Regions from separate parts of the Pan troglodytes genome. Here region 2 is linked to region 1. Evidence: chromatin contacts called from public HiChIP or PLAC-seq data. All regions are on one chromosome and are shown on one strand. The core of a region is the stretch at or near the end of the contact, and the rest is flanking DNA. Distances in the headings are between cores, read along the strand shown.

The links. HiChIP or PLAC-seq counts read pairs in DNA pulled down with a chosen protein or histone mark.
Region 2: an H3K4me3 HiChIP or PLAC-seq map of stem cell-derived excitatory neurons shows a contact between it and region 1, with 2.3 times the contacts expected there. The contact joins the promoter of ALKBH1 here to the promoter of AHSA1 in region 1. A contact is called at or near these places in 1 of 7 Hi-C or Micro-C datasets (stem cell-derived neural progenitor cells) and 1 of 1 datasets of contacts at active chromatin or transcription factors (stem cell-derived excitatory neurons).

The regions. Positions count from the first base shown.
Region 1 is chr15:75,411,233-75,419,118 of NHGRI_mPanTro3-v2.0_pri, forward strand. AHSA1 (activator of HSP90 ATPase activity 1) reads left to right here and starts at 2,659. Exons shown (of 9, transcript XM_063793815.1): 1 at 2,659-2,753; 2 at 4,384-4,574; 3 at 6,913-6,995; 4 at 7,395-7,512. The coding sequence starts at 7,446. VIPAS39 (VPS33B interacting protein, apical-basolateral polarity regulator, spe-39 homolog) reads right to left here and starts at 2,652. Exons shown (of 20, transcript XM_001164812.7): 1 at 2,266-2,652.
Region 2 is chr15:75,654,597-75,662,482 of NHGRI_mPanTro3-v2.0_pri, forward strand. It overlaps ALKBH1 (alkB homolog 1, histone H2A dioxygenase), which reads right to left and starts at 5,096. Exons shown (of 6, transcript XM_510096.8): 1 at 4,895-5,096; 2 at 1,475-1,583. The coding sequence starts at 5,077. SLIRP (SRA stem-loop interacting RNA binding protein) reads left to right here and starts at 5,153. Exons shown (of 4, transcript XM_003952546.5): 1 at 5,153-5,281. The coding sequence starts at 5,185.

The sequences.
Region 1 (7,886 bases), core at 1,409-3,908:
ATCTCAGCACTTTGGGAGACTGAGGTGGGAGGATCACCTGAGCCCAAGTTCAAGACTAGCCTGGGCAACATTGTAAAACTGTCTCTACAAAAAAATTTAAAAAACAAAACAAAAAACTAGCTGGACATGGTGACGTAATCCCAGCTGCTTGGGAGGCTAAGGTGGGAGGATCACCTGAGCTTGGGACGTCGAGGCTGCTATGAGCTGAGATTACACCACTGCACTCCAGCCTGGGTGACACAGTGAGACCCTCCCTATCTCCAAATAAGGAAACAGAATTACAAACTAAACTATCAATGCCAACAGGACTAGAATGAAAACTATGATTTAAGCCAAGGACTGGGTATAAAACTCCCACAGCACCAAAAATAACTGTAAAGGCTAAACAGCATCAAGTTCTAAAAGAACCATTTGCTTTTCCTTTTAATAGCACCTTCATCAATAAAAGCTTGAGAAAAGCCTTGTCATGGTAGTCCTGTTGAGGCTTTTGATAGCCCTTAAAGATACTCTACTGTTACTTCCTGACTCTGTTTTCAACTCAGGGGATATAGGGATAGCAAGGGTATTGTGGGAATTTTCTACTATCTGGTCCCTTCTCATGGCAGACATCACTAATTGATTTCTACTGGTACAGGGTTGTTTAAAAATCCTTTTCTGTATTTAATTTTAGGGAGATAAACCAAAAATGCTGGCAGACACCATGAAATCATCCCACACAGACATTGTAGTCAGGCAACCTTGAGTTCAAATCCTGGTTTCTCTTAATTCTGAGCAAAGTGGATAAATGACTACTTCTAAGCCTTGGAGAAAATTATATCCTATCTCACAGGGTTGCAGGGAACATCTATAAAAGTGTCTAGCAGAAAGTAAATACTAAATGTTATTTCCTTTTAATATGGAATATCATACTGACATTTTTCTGTCTTGGTTTTCCCGTCTGTTAAATGGGCATAACAGATGACCTACCTTAGAAATGGTTATGAGGAGTAAACCAGTTAATACATGTAAAGTGCTTAGTGCCTGACCCAAAATTAACACTCAATAGTAACTTTTATTATTAATACATCATCCTGGTACCTTGGGAAAAGCTAAAAAAGAAAATATTTTTTAGCAATCCTAAAGATTAAAAAAAATACAAAAATTCTGAGTAGCCACAAATGATGAAGATATGTATAGAACATATAAATGTCTCTGGCACACATGTCAGTTCATAAATCACTCTGTCATTCGTTTGATCCTCAGAACAATCTTGTAAGGTAGGCCTGGGAGATTCCATTTCCATGTTACTCATGGGGAAAGTGAGGCACAAAAGAGTTCAGTATCAAAGCCACTTTGTTAAGTGCTCCTATTTCAAATTACAATCCAGGCTTTCTGGCTCCTAGACCATTTCTAGTGTCTTGCATGGTCCTTCTACCTATTTTTCACTTTCCAGAAAACTAGAGATCATTCCTTCACTATAGTAGTTATCTACAGATAGACATAGAATGTGTCTAACAAACACAATAATCTGCCAGAGGATTTCTGGAATCTTTTTAACCATGCAATGGCAGTAAACAACTGCCATCAATTTGTATTTATAACGCCAAATGAGAAGCTAGGTTTACTTGGCAAGTATAGATAATGATCTAGTGGCTCTAGAGTTATAAAGTAATCAGGTACGATTGTCACTCTTAAGAGTGACAGGTGCTTCAACATGATTTAAAATACTTCAGAGGTTTGTCTTTATCGTCTCTTGTTTACTGACAGCCAACAAGGCAGGGTGAGAGACCTCAGGGGAGAACAGGAACTTTACAAAGGAAAACAGAAGAATCAGCAAGAAAACCACAACATGCTCCCTGCCTCAGAAAACTCCAAAAACCAGCTACTGAGAAGTCAGACTTGGTTTCAATTATCTTCCGAGCCAGGAAGATACAGGTGAGGCTTGTGAACTGAGACCAGGAAACAAGAGTTAAGCTAGGATGACTCTACGGGTGAACGTCCAGGAAGCCATGGATCTACCGCAGTCGTCAGAGCCCAGCGGATCCCTGGCAGAGTTAAATGCTCGTTCTGAACCAAATGTCCGCTTCCGAACCAATCGCTGGTGCTCACTCGCAGCCCCAATCCCAAGCGTACTCCAGCGCCCAAGGGTCGCCCTGACTGAAAGAAGAGAATAAGGCCTGTAGTCGTAGGGTGTAGGGATGCCTCCTAGAAGAGGGGAAAAGATTAAGATGCGGAGAGGCTGGACTCTGCCAAATACGCGACCCAAGGGGCTTGGGACACCCTCACCTCTTCCGCACAGAGCCCTCCCTCTCAGGACAGCGCCAGCCTCCGCCGCCGCTGGACCAGCCCTTCTGTTCAGGCTGTGCAGCTTAGAGAAGGGGGCGGAAGGGAATAATCGTGGGGCGGAGAGAAAACACGAATAACGAGACCGCAGGGCATGCTGGAAGTCGTAGTTTCTTCTGCCTCTGCTGTCAGGCGCTGTCCCGACGAACCACAAGGCTTCTTGACTACAGCCCCCAGAAACCCCAAGCACCGTGCTAGGTCATTTCCTATCCTTTCCGCGCGACCTTCCGCGGTTATCCCCCGGGTCACGTAGCAAGACTACAATTCCCATGAGGCTCAGCAAGGGCGATTTAGGGTCCAGGGAAGCAATGAGACGTGTTCTTTGTTTTCCTATGGGTGAGGAATGGTTGTATGAGCAGTTGGGTTTCGGGACGCTTTTTGGGGAGAACCCGAGGGAGTCTGAAGGATCTCTAAATCAGGCGGAACCCACGGTGCGGCGAGTTGGGACGGAAGTAACCGGTGGGAGTGGGGAGGAGCCGGAAGTTAAGGAGGGGAGGGGGTGGAGGGAAAAGCAAGCCAGGAGGTGCTTGCGGCCGCTTCTAGTAGTTTCCAGGCGCTGCCGGGCGGCTGGCACTAAGCGGTCCTGAGGCTGTGGCTACGGCTGCTCCGGAGCTGGTGGCGCCGCGATAGGAGAGCCGATGGCCAAGTGGGGTGAGGGAGACCCACGCTGGATCGTGGAGGAGCGGGCGGACGCCACCAACGTCAACAACTGGCACTGGTGAGGGCCAGCAAAGCAGGCCGGCCTTGGGAGACCTGCGGCCGGGCCAGGGTTTCAGGGTTCCTAGAACCTCGGTCCGGACAGAGCCGGGGCTGAGGTAGCCCTGTCCGGAGATGGGGGTGGGTCCTTCCTGTGGCAGGGGTCCGTAGCCCCAGGCCTCTCCACTCCGCGGTCACCTTCTCAGTGTTTGAGGGGAGGGAGATGGACTTGGAGGGCTGCGCCCCAGAGGAGGGTTGTCAGAGAGACTAGGAGATAACGCCCTGGCTGCTGCATCCAGCCCGAGCAGGGAGGTGCTTACTACACGTGGCCAGAGGAGTCACTGAGACTGGAACCTCCTTTGATTGTGTTGGGAGATAGCTGTGAAAGGCCTAAGGCCAGGGGTCTGTAATTCCTATTTTGCGGCCTGCGGTAAAATTAAAAGTCATTCATAGGGGACCGCTGCAGCGGTCCCGCGGGAGATTGAGAACGTGTTGTGCAGGTGCTCAGAGCTCAGATAGCTGCGGCCTCTCACCCGGAACTATCAGGTCGGGTGTGTTGGAACTCCAGGTTGCCGAGCAGCCGTGGTTTTATAACCTGACCGTTCTTAAAATAACTGCCCTGCTTCATGAAATCTTCCCAAAGTAATGTTTCCTTATTTTTGAATTCCACTGAACTTTGTTCATAATGTTTGTATTGTACCGTTACTTTGTTGCAGCCTTTTTTGCTGTTGTTTTCTCTAATAGTTAATAAGTAGGAAGGCAGATAGTGATGTTTCTTTTCCATATCTCACTTTGTATTGTCTCTTCTTAACATGCAGAGTACTTGACCTAATTTTTGTTGTTTGTTTTGAAGCCCTGGACTTAACGTTTTTCTGGCCATCTAGGGGGCAGTGAATGTGTAGGAAGTTTATAATACAAGTGCGAATCTGATAGGTCAGAACACTGTGCCAGTGAGGTCAGGGTTATTGGTTTAATCCTTTCTGGGCCTTTTAGCTAAGTACTATTCTTTCATGGTCCAGTCTGTGTTCCTGATCTCAGCAATATGTGCAGTTTTCCACTTGGTCAAATGGGGGCGCCATGTTAAAGTATCGAGTATTCCCCCGCACCATCATGCCGAGAAAGGAGAGCATAATTTTCCACTGAGTTTATACCATTTTCTACAGCAGCTGTCTTTGTTGACAGTGTGCAACCCCTTGTCTTCCTAAAAAAAGAATGACATGTTTGTGGACATACTGGAGTGGGACTGGGAGTTTTTGTGTTCTTTTCAAACTATTTGTCAGGCCTCCTTTAACCTCGTATTCTCTTGCATAGAGCAGCGTATCCTCCGTTTGACTGCTGGTTCATAGCTCTGTTTCTGCTTTGCAGGACGGAGAGAGATGCTTCAAATTGGTCCACGGATAAGCTGAAAACACTGTTCCTGGCAGTGCAGGTTCAAAATGAAGAAGGCAAGTGTGAGGTGACGGAAGTGAGTAAGCTTGATGGAGAGGCATCCATTAACAATCGCAAAGGGAAACTTATCTTCTTTTATGAATGGAGCGTCAAACTAAACTGGACAGGTAAGTCTAAGCTGGGCTGTCAGAGAGATTAACTGTGTTTTGTTTAACCTGTTAAGTAGCTGGAGAGAACAGTTTTGAGGAGTTACAGACCTTGAAGGGAGAAGGCAGATGTTGCTGCTTTGGAGTCCTATGTTAAAGCAGTATCGAGTCCTGGAATTTCTTTGCCATTGTGGGATGCTAAATGGATTTCCTGTGTCTGGGTCTCATAAGTCCCATCCATGAAGTGGCCGGGCCACTGCATCTTTGGACCTTCTACGATGATATTTCTTCAGACTAGCTACATGTATCTTGTGAGTGATTTAAAAGGAGGAAGGAGAGGATTTTTTTGGTCTTGATCTTTGTGCACTGTCTTCAGTGTGAATCTTAACAGATTAAACCACTGCGCTAATGAAGCTTGTGTGTGACAGTAATTTGGGGCTGTTTTATCTGTCTTCTAGTTTTATGTCCCTTGTGTATGACATTAGGAAAAAATTGAGGTCATGCGTATGACCGTTTTGGACAGTCCTGACTGTCGGGAGCCTGAATGTAAAAAGGCACTAAAGCTAAGGGAGTATGAGATAGCTACTGTCTGTGTATGGGGCAAAGCATGAAATTTGTGCTTTGATAAACATTTCCGAAGTGAATAGTCATATCATAAAGAAGGGTGAAAGTAGATCTATCTGTCCATGATTTTTGTTAATTTGTTTTTAAAGTACACTTGAAGCATAGTAGTATGGAAGGAATCTTCGGTGTCATCTTGCTCAGACCTCCTTTTTTTTTTTTTAGACAGAGTTTTGCTCGTCACCCAGGGTGGAGTGCAGTGGCGCGATCTTGGCTCACTGCAACCTCCACTTCCCGGGTTTAACCAGTTCTCCTGCCTCAGCCTCCCAAGTAGGATTACAGGTGCCCGCCACCACGCCCGGCTAATTTTGTATTTTTATTAGAGACGGGTTTCACCATGTTGGCCAGGCTGGTCTTGAACTGTGTCTGGCCGACACTTTTTTTTTTTAATATAGGGACTAAAAATTGGTAGCATAGTTTTGTGCACATTAAATGGTAAGAAATAGATAAATATAGGCCGGGCGTGGTGGCTAACGCCTGTAATCCCAGCACTTTGGGAGGCCAAGGTGGGCGGATCACGAGGTCAGGAGATCAAGACCATCCTGGCTGACACAGTGAAACCCCGTCTCTACTAAAAATACAAAAAATTAGCCGGGCGTGGTGGCATGTGCCTGTAGTCCCAGCTACTCAGGAGGCTGAGGCAGGAGAATCACTTGAACCCAGGAGGCGGAGGTTGCAATGAGCTGGGATCGCACCGTTGCACTCCAGCCTGGGCAACAGAGTGAGACTCCATCTCAAAAAAAATAAAAAATAGGTGAATACTACAATAAATATGGTGCTTTACCATGAAAAAGACCTGAAGTTTATTTGTGAAAGTGGGCATCAAAGCCAGGCGCGGCGGCTCACGCCTGTAATCTCAGCACTTTGGGAGATTGAGGCAGGTGGATCACGAGGTCAGGAATTGGAGACACACCTGGCCAACATGGTGAAACCCCATCTCTACTAAAAAACACAAAAATTAGCCGTGCGTAGTGGCACACACCTGTAATCCCAGCTACTTGGGAGGCTGAGGCAGAAGAATTGCTTGAACCTGGGAGGTGGAGGTTGCAATGAGCCAAGATCATGCCACTGCACTCCAGCCTGAGCGACAGAGCAAGACTCTGTCTTGGGGGCGGAAAAAAGTGGGCATCAGAAGGGTTGCAGCTTGAGGACTACTATGGAATGGTAGAAGGAGAGTCATCCACAATCAGAAGGAACATTACACTAGTTGAGGATGGGTATGGCTCACAACACACGCTGTAAACTGAGGTCATTGGCAGATAGGTGTTTGAGATGTGTGTGTTTTATGTATCCTTTGTAGCTGGGTGAGGCTTTCCGTATTCACCTAGTGTTTCTCATGGATGGAGTCACATATAAGCAAACATGAACTTCTCATTATAATCAAATTGTTCCCTAATATTTCAGTTGCACTGAAATAAATTGATATTTTCAAAACAAGTATTCTAGCAGAACTACTGGCTTTTGACCCAAGTTCTCATGGTATAACTCATGCTAGTACCAAATCTATAGCTCTTTGTCCCACATTGTAATAACATAGTTGGTTTCCAGTAACCTGGTGAGGAAAGACATTTCTTTTGGAGGTGCGGGTGTTGATTGCATCTGGCATGTGGCATTCTCAGAATAAAGAGGATCAGTTCAGCCATCCAAAAGCAGCAGAAGTGAGGTAGCAGTTAGGACCCTGGAGCAGAGACCTTTCCTGCCAAGGAGTGGACTAATGACATTGCATTGGTTTTGACAGGTACTTCTAAGTCAGGAGTACAGTACAAAGGACATGTGGAGATCCCCAATTTGTCTGATGAAAACAGCGTGGATGAAGTGGAGGTTTGTGCTTCATAACTCCTAATCCGAGTCCTCTATATCCTCTTATTCTCAGATGAGAAAAGTGACCTGTCATTCAGGATTCATAGCCCAGGCTTGGTCCAAGCATTCAGAACCCTAGCCTGCAGATAATTTTCTAGGCATATGGTGCCATTGGAAACTTCTAGAGCAATTTGCACTTCTTTAATTTCTTCACTTTAGCTAGTGACATGGGTTCTAACTAACATTAGCCACTTGACAGAGAGGACTCAAGAAGGAACACTAATGGGGATTGTACGAATACCACAGTACTCATGCATTTCCTTTGGAAATGTCAGCAGTTACCTGATTGCTCAGCCCCCACATTCCATAATGAGGGTGCCCCTCAAGTTATTTACCACCTACTTCTCATCTTTCACCCAGATTAGTGTGAGCCTTGCCAAAGATGAGCCTGACACAAATCTCGTGGCCTTAATGAAGGAAGAAGGGGTGAAACTTCTAAGAGAAGCAATGGGAATTTACATCAGCACCCTCAAAACAGGTATCCCTTGAGTAGTTCTGTATGCCTTAAGGAGGTAGTTTCCACCTGTTAGACTCTGATTAAGGGCCTGGACAGTCCTTTCTTTGGCAAATGGGTAAAGATTTGGGGGGAGGGGGCTTATTTCATCTTAAAGTCAGTCCATAAGCTCAGAGTAAGGGAAAGATCTGGAGCTGTGTTGTCTAATATTGATGGTTGAGCATTTTAGATGTGGCTAGACCAAACTGAGATGTGCTGTGAGGGCCCGGCGCAGTGGCTCACACTTGTAATCCCAGCACTGTTGGAGGCTGAGGTGGGCTGATTGCCTGAGCTCAGGAATTTGAGACCAGCCTGGGCAACATGGCGAAACCCTGTCTCTACAAAAAATACAAAAATTA
Region 2 (7,886 bases), core at 3,846-6,345, 250 kb after region 1:
AATCCTAGCACTCTGGGAGACCGAGGCGGGTGGATCACTTGATGTCAGGAGTTCGAAACCAGCTTGGCCAACATGAAACCCTGTCTCTACTAAAAACACAAAAATTAGCTGGGCGTGGTGGCATATACCTGTAGTCTCAGCTACTCGGGAGGCAGAAGAATCACTTGAACCTGGCAGGCGGAGGTTGCAGTGAGCTGAGATTGTGCCACTGTACTCCAGCCTGGGCGACAGAGTGAGACTGTCTGGGAAAAAAAAATTTTGTTTTGTAGAGACAGGGTCTTACTATGTTACCCGGGCTGGTCGCAAATTCCTGGGCTCAAATGATCCTCCCACCTTGGCCTTCTAAAGTGTTGGGATTATAGGTGTGAGACACCTCGCCTGGTCCCTATTAGGACTTTCTTTATTTTTTTTTTTTTGAGACGGAGTCTTGCTCTATTGCCCAGGCTGGAGTGCAGTGGCACAAACTCGGCTCAACAAGCTCTGCCTCCCGGGATCATGCCATTCTCCCACCTCAGCCTGCCGAGTAGCTGGGACTACAGGGTCCTGCCACCATGCCCGGCTAATTTTGTTTTTGTATTTTCAGTAGAGATGGGGTTTCACCTTGTTAGCCAGGATGGTCTCAATCTCCTGACCTTGTGATCCGCCCGCCTCGGCCTCCCAAAGTGTTGGGATTACAGGCGTGAGCTACTGCGTCCAGCTTTTTTTTTTTTTTTTTTTTGAGACAGAGTTTCCCCCTTATTGCCTAGGCTGGAGTGCAATGGCGCGATCTTGGCTCACTGAAACCTCCACCTGCTGGGTTCAAGCGATTCTCCTGTCTCAGCCTCCCAAGTAGCTGGGATTACAGGCACGCACCACCGTGCCCAGCTAATTTTTGTATTTTTAGTAGAGACGGGATTTCACCATGTTGGCCAGGCTCGTCTTGACCTCCTGACCTCAGGTGATCCACCCACCTTGGCATCTCAAAGTTCTGGGATTACAGGCATGAGCCACCACGCCTGGCGAGGACTTTTGATGTCATTAATTGTAATTCTTAATTAAATATGTTCAGCCTTGATAGCAACAAGTTTTAAGTTGTTATGCCATTTGAGAATGTGACTAGAGGGACAATTATGAATTATTCATAACTATTATATGACATTTATTACAATGATAACGATAAATTATTCTTCACAGCACTTCTGCCAAATCAGATGTTCAGAGTTGTGGCAGGGAGCCCAGAGGCAATGTCCTTATTTTTTCAATGGTCATGCCACTTTCAGCCACATTTGCAGGCACTGCTGACTCCTGTTCTATCCTTTCAAAACGGATGTCTTAGACAAGGTACAGTCTAGAATGGGTTTGGAAATGAAACATTTATCTGTTTATTGTGTGTATCCTTTGTCTATTTACTTGCTCACACACAGTACCTTCTTTGAAGACATGAAGACATAAATGATTGAGTGATATTGCCTTCTCTGAGGTCAGTTACACTCACCAGGATAGCCTTTGAGTCCATAGGCTTGCCACTTGCTGACGGGCTGAAGACCTGCTCTATATGCATTCTGCTCACTGACAGAAGACACATTTAGCTGAGATTTGATCACCTGGCAGGAAGGAAACAGAAGTTAAAGGACTAAATCTATTTTGCAGGTCAACCCTGGGAACCTCAAACCTCCAAAGACATTTCTTGTATGAGGCAAAGCTAGGATTCTTGTTTAAGATACAGAACCTTGCTCTATTGCTCAGGCGAGTGCAGAGGCATGATCATAGTTCACTGCAGCCTCAAGCTCCTGAACTCAAGTGATCCTCCTGTGTTGGCCTCCCAAAGCAATGGGATTAGAGGTATATGCCACTGTGCCTGGCCAAAGCAAGGAGTATTAAGTCTGGGGTTAATCTTAGCTGTACTGCTTACTTGATCTGGGCATTTTAGATGAGTCATTTAATGTCTTAGGGCCTCAGTTTCTCATCTATATAGTAACAGTAGAGTCACCCAAAATTAAGGCAAAATGGTAATAAGAAAACTTAAGCAGACTAATTTTGGCTTTCAAAACTACTTTTTCCTATGACATCATACCTTTCCAACTTCTTATGGGGTTGAATCATGAAAGGTGCTTGGTGTACTGAAATATCTTGAGTCACAAAGCTATTTACTTCAGTTAGGGCTAACAGTAATGCTTTTGAGACACTTGTATAGAGTTGGTATTTAAACAGAGCTATAAGGAACACCAAGCTGGACAGGGTGAGAAAATGAAAAGACAAGGCCGGTCGCAGTGGCTCACGCCTGTAATCCCAGCACTTTGGGAGGCTGAGGCAGGCGGATCACGAGGTCAGGAGTCCGAGACCAACCTGGTGAAACCCCGTCTCTACTAAAAATACAAAAATTAGTTGGGTGTAGTGGCGGGCGCCTGAAATCCCAGCTACGAGAGGCTGGGGCACCAGAATTGCTTCAACCTGGGAGGTGGAAGTTGCAGTGAGCTGAGATTGTGCCACTGTACTCCAGCCTAGGAACAGAGCAAGACTCTGTCTGAGGGAAAAAAAAAAAAAAAAAGAGAATGAAAAGAGAGTGCTGTAAACAGACAGAAAAAATGTTTCAGTGAGACACTGGGAATCCTGTTTGCTAAAAGTAAAAGCTAAAAAATCCTGTTTGCCCTCTTCTAGATGAAATGTCCAACTGACGCTACAACTTCTGCTTCTGTTAATTACTTAGAAATGAATTTAGTATTTCAGGGGCTGAAGTTTTCTTTGTATGTGAGTATCTAATGGATGGCTCATTACATTGGTTAAGAGACCCACTATGCAGTCATTGAAGTCAAAACATTAAAGGAAAAAACCTTTATTCTTCCCTGAATAGTAAACCTAGGGTCTGCCTTGCCTTAAAATATATGAAACAGGCCGAGCGGTGGCTCACACCTGTAATTCCAACACTTTGGGAAGCCTGAGGTCAGGAGTTTGGGTCCAGACTGGCCAACATGGCGAAACCCCGTCTCTACTAAAAATACAAAAATTAGCCAGGCATGGTGGCGCGTGCCTGTAGTCCCAGCTACTTGGGAGGCTGAAGCAGAAGAATCATTTGAACCTAGGAGACGGAGGTTGCAGTGAGCCAAGATCACGCCACTGCACTTCAGCCTGGGTGACACAGTGAGACGCTGTCTCAGTAAAAAAAAAAGTATATATATTATATATACACACACATATATACACACATATATATACACATATGAAACATTCTCTTTGAAAGAGAATGATCTTTTACCTTATCAACTTCTCCAAGTGTGGAGATTCCTGGACAAAATACCAAAAGTTTGCTGATGTATAACCAGTCTCTATAATAAAAGGGCTATCTGAAACCCTCTGACAGTACTATCAGCTGAGTTTTCCAGGTACCTAGGCACTGGTAAAACACTTTTAAGCATTTTGTCATGATTTCTTTAATAGGCCATACTTAATACTGCACTATAATTCAACACACTCTCGGAGGTGATGTTAGTGGACCTATTCTATCATATGCTAAACTGAACGACACCACTGAGCTTTTATAAAAGGTTTTCTCTTTCCTCCCTTGCCAGACTGTTAACCACCACTTTCCCCACCAGTCTCATCAGCTGGCTTGTAATAGTAACTTCTCTTAATTACTACTTTAATCTGCTTTGAGCTGAGGAACTAAACACCCAAGTTTTCATGTACTCAACACATACTGTACTTAGTACTGTTTTAGGTCCTGTACTAGACACATAATGGCTCATTCCCTGATGGCTGACATTCTAAAAAGCATGTACATATTATGGTAAAATGTAGGTAAAAGGAGCTGAATGAGAGTCTGAAGCGCTCTGGAGAGAAAAAGTATATTATTATTGGGGTGTGGACTTTCTGTATTTTGACAACTCTAAGACCACTTTTTTTCCCTAACAAATGAAGGTGCTGAAAAGCTGAGCTCAAGTATGCAATCATTAACACTTAATACTGTAGCATCCCAATTTTATCAGAGCTGTTAGGAAGCTTGGAAAGAATGCCTCATCTAGACATCTGTGGACAACACCAAGAGCAAATTAAGGCACTGCATATCCTCAACGTTAAAGTGGATTGTAAAGAAAGAAAATATAAATTGGACTACGGTTTTGGTTCCCCGTTTTCCCTCTTGCCTGTTATGTTCCCTTAAAAAATAATTTTTAAAAAATCTATTTACTTGAGAACAGGTTATGAGACTGGCTAATTTTTTGTATTTTTGGCGGAAACGGGGGTCTTGCCATGCCCCAGGCTGGTCTCGAACCCCTGGGTTCAAGCGATCCACCCGCCTCGGCCTCCGAAGTGCGGGATTACAGGCTTGAGCCACTGCTCCCGGACTGTGTTCCCCTTCTTAATCTCCATGGGGAAAAGTTGAGAGAACGGTGCCTGTATTCCATATATACTTGTTTGCCATTTATTTTCAACACGGAGGGATTCTCAGAATCCTTCAATGACCTCCTTCTAAAAGGGCCAGAGGAGAAGACAGGGACTAGTTTTACGCACAGCGGCTTAACAAACAGCGCCGCATCCCTGTCAGTTCTGGGATTCCTCGGGAGTGGTTTTTTTTTAAGCTGCAGAAGTCTACCCTACCGTCTACAAAGACGTTCTATGGGGTTTTACAAAAACCCAAACAGAAATGTGAGGAGACGGTTACAGTAAGAAATAAACACGGATTCCCAGGCTCTTTTGACTGAGCGCCCCCGCCAGGAATGGCCGCCTAAAGAAACAGGCATCTCAACGCTTTATTGCTAGTGTGACGGTTAGTGGGGAGTTCGACTCTGCAGCCAAAGGAGGGCAGGAATCGTTCAATAACAATCGGTCTGGAGATGAAAAGAGGCGAAGAAGACACGTAAGTCCCTCCAAGACGCGGGGCAAAGCGATGGAGAGACGCGCGCCACTCCTCTCTCTGTACCTTTTGGGCACCAGGACCCTTGCCACGGGCTGCGTGGGCCGCCGAGAAGTCGATGACCCCTTCCAGGTCTGCGGTCCCGGGCCGGCTCTGACGGTAGAAGCGGAAAAGTTTCCGAAAGGCGTCCTCCCCGGGCTCAGTCGCCAGAGTCGCCACAGAGCCCACGGCCGCTGCCATCTTCCCCATCTCGCGGCCTATACCCTCTGATCCGGAAGCAGATTCTCTCGTGTTCCGGATCCGGAAATTTTTTCCGGGGCCGCGACCTCGGCTCGAGAAGGTGCTTTAGTCTGAAGATGGCGGCCTCAGCAGCGCGAGGTGCTGCGGCGCTGCGTAGAAGTATCAATCAGCCGGTTGCTTTTGTGAGAAGAATTCCTTGGACTGCGGCGTCGAGTGAGTGATGGAGATGTGGGAGTAGTGGAATTTTTAGGTCCAAGTGATCCTCAAAGCTTCTGCTTTTTGCAGGGTACTTAAGTCAGCGTGGTGGCTGAATTAGGAGACTGCTCCTGAGCATGCAAGTGAGCAGAAAGAAATTTTGTTTGCAGTTAACCGTTTAGGGATGTCCCTTGAGCTTTTGGGGTCACGAATGCACCGGCTCTTGCATTTAGGAGTGATTTGGTGTAAAGATTTATTACTTGGTAACCAAGATTTACAATTTAGAAGGGATAATTTTGACTGTAGTGTGGAGGATGGATTCAAGGTGGCAAGATTGTAGGCGTGCAGAGGAGCTAAAAGGCAATTTCATTAATTTACTTAAAACGTGAGGACCTGAATTAGGGCGATGGTAGAAGGATGGTGGTCAGATGCATTAATGTTTTAAAAGCAAATTAGATACCGTTTCGTGATGGCTTAAGTGGGAGAAGTGTACGGAATAAAGGAAAGGGAGGAATGATTTCTGGGTTTTTAGCATTGGTGAATTGTTTGTTTAGAAGTTAGGAGCAGGCCAAGAGAAGATGAGTAAAGTTTGAATGTGTTAACTTTGAGAAACTTGTGAGGTTTCCGTCAGGCAATTGGACAAAGGTTGTATATCATTGTGGCAGAGAAGTGGACTCCGAAGCTAGACCCTTGCGGTTAGAATTCCAACTTGGCCATTTAATCGTTGTATCACTTGAATAACTGAAGTTAGTATGGGAAAAGGGCTCACAACTGGGCCTCAGTTTACTCATCGATAAAATGGAGTCAATAATACCCAACTCATAGGATTGTTGAGAGGATTGAGTTTATATGCAAACTTCTTAGACTTGTGTTAGATACAGTGTAAGTACTCAGCAAATGATAGTTATTTTCACGGTAACTAAAATTGAAACTTACGGGAGAGGCCTAGTCTACAGATAAAGGTTGGAATAATTAGTTCTGAAATCTTTCACCACCTTCAATTTTTGTCAGCTGCAGTTTTGAGATGAGGTTTTTATATTTGCTTACCAACATGTAAACATTCGTGGTCACTCTTTTTGTAGATATTCATGTTTCAGGTCAACCCCTGGAAACAAAATGGAGCAAGATTTAGTTTCTTCTAAGTTTTTTGTGGCTCAGATGTGAGTAGTAGAATGGGAAATAGGTTGGTTTGTGCCCCATCTTTTAAACATGTGGTTGGTGAAGACCAAGCCCAGTAAAGTCTCCCGTAGTCCCTGTGAAACTTTATGGAAAGGCGGAGGAGTTTCATTAGCATCTTGCGGATGCAAGTTTCCAGACAATAAAGGGCTAGTTTAAAACCCTTAAAAAGAGTCAGCATTATGTACAGCTTTGAAACAGTTTCTCTTTGTTGTTCCATTGATTCAGCAAATATTTATTTGAGTATCTATTCTGTGGTAGGCATTGTTCTTGGTGCTTGCAGCTGTTTTTCCTTCACCATTTTAGGCAATTTAGGAAGAGGGTTACCTTCCAGAGCTGGTTTGTTTTGAAATCAGTGTCTTCTAGGACTTTAATTATCTGGTATACAACATATGTTTAACATTATTTTGTTCTCCAGTATCATATTCTGTGAGACGTTGATCTTGCCAGTTGGTTTGACTTAACCATTAGAGCCCTTCAAAATTTAGTCTCTGTGGATTGTTGGAAGGATTAGTGGACTTTTACTTATTCATTTAGCCAATATTGAGGCCCTGCTGTTTATTGGTCACTGTAAACATAGTGGTTTATATGCTGAGGGAGCTTACAATTAGTGGTGGGGATGAAGAGACTTAGAACAAATATAGGCAATTGTTGAACCAGTGAGGTTTTGGTGAACTAGGAGAACTAAATAGATATTATAAAAAGTAAATCAGTGAAGTACAAGCACTGTAGTTCAGAAGAGAAACAGATCGTGTAGTTTTTAGTCTTTAAGATTATATACTCTAAATCTTTGAAGTCTCACAGAGCTGGTACATTGTCTTGTACTGTGATAGGAGCCCAATAAAGTAATACTCAGTGGATGTACTTGGTTTGGGTCTTGAAGGATAGTTATAGTTACAAGTTAGCCAGGGGGAGATAGGATTACCAACATATGGAGGGGAGAGAACAACATATGAAAAGAGGGTAACCCGCAGGACAGATAAAGATAATTCAATTAGTTGTACTAGAGAGTAACTAGGGGCTAGCAGTGGGGAAATAAGGCAGGAAGGATAGGTGAGGGCAACTCAACACATTTTACTAAATTGTGAAAGACCAGTAAGTTGGGATTTTATTTGGAAATCTTCAGTATACTGGGAAACACACTGGATTGTAATTTGTCTTTTTCTTCATTGTGATCTGCTCACAGGGATCATAGTCCACATAGCACAGTAACTGGTATGAAAGCACTCGATATTTGCTGAGGATGGAGACTGCAGCCAACTCAACTACCTCTCTGTCCATCTCACCTTCTCACCACCAAGTCTGGTACATTATGGCTTTATAGTCAGTACCATAGCTGCTTCCTAAATCTTAAGCCTTTAAGGAAATGCAAAGTAGTTCCTGTCCACAAGAAATCTGGTGACCCTGGGACCACTTTTAGTTTCTTTCTACAGTCTAAGATAGAGAA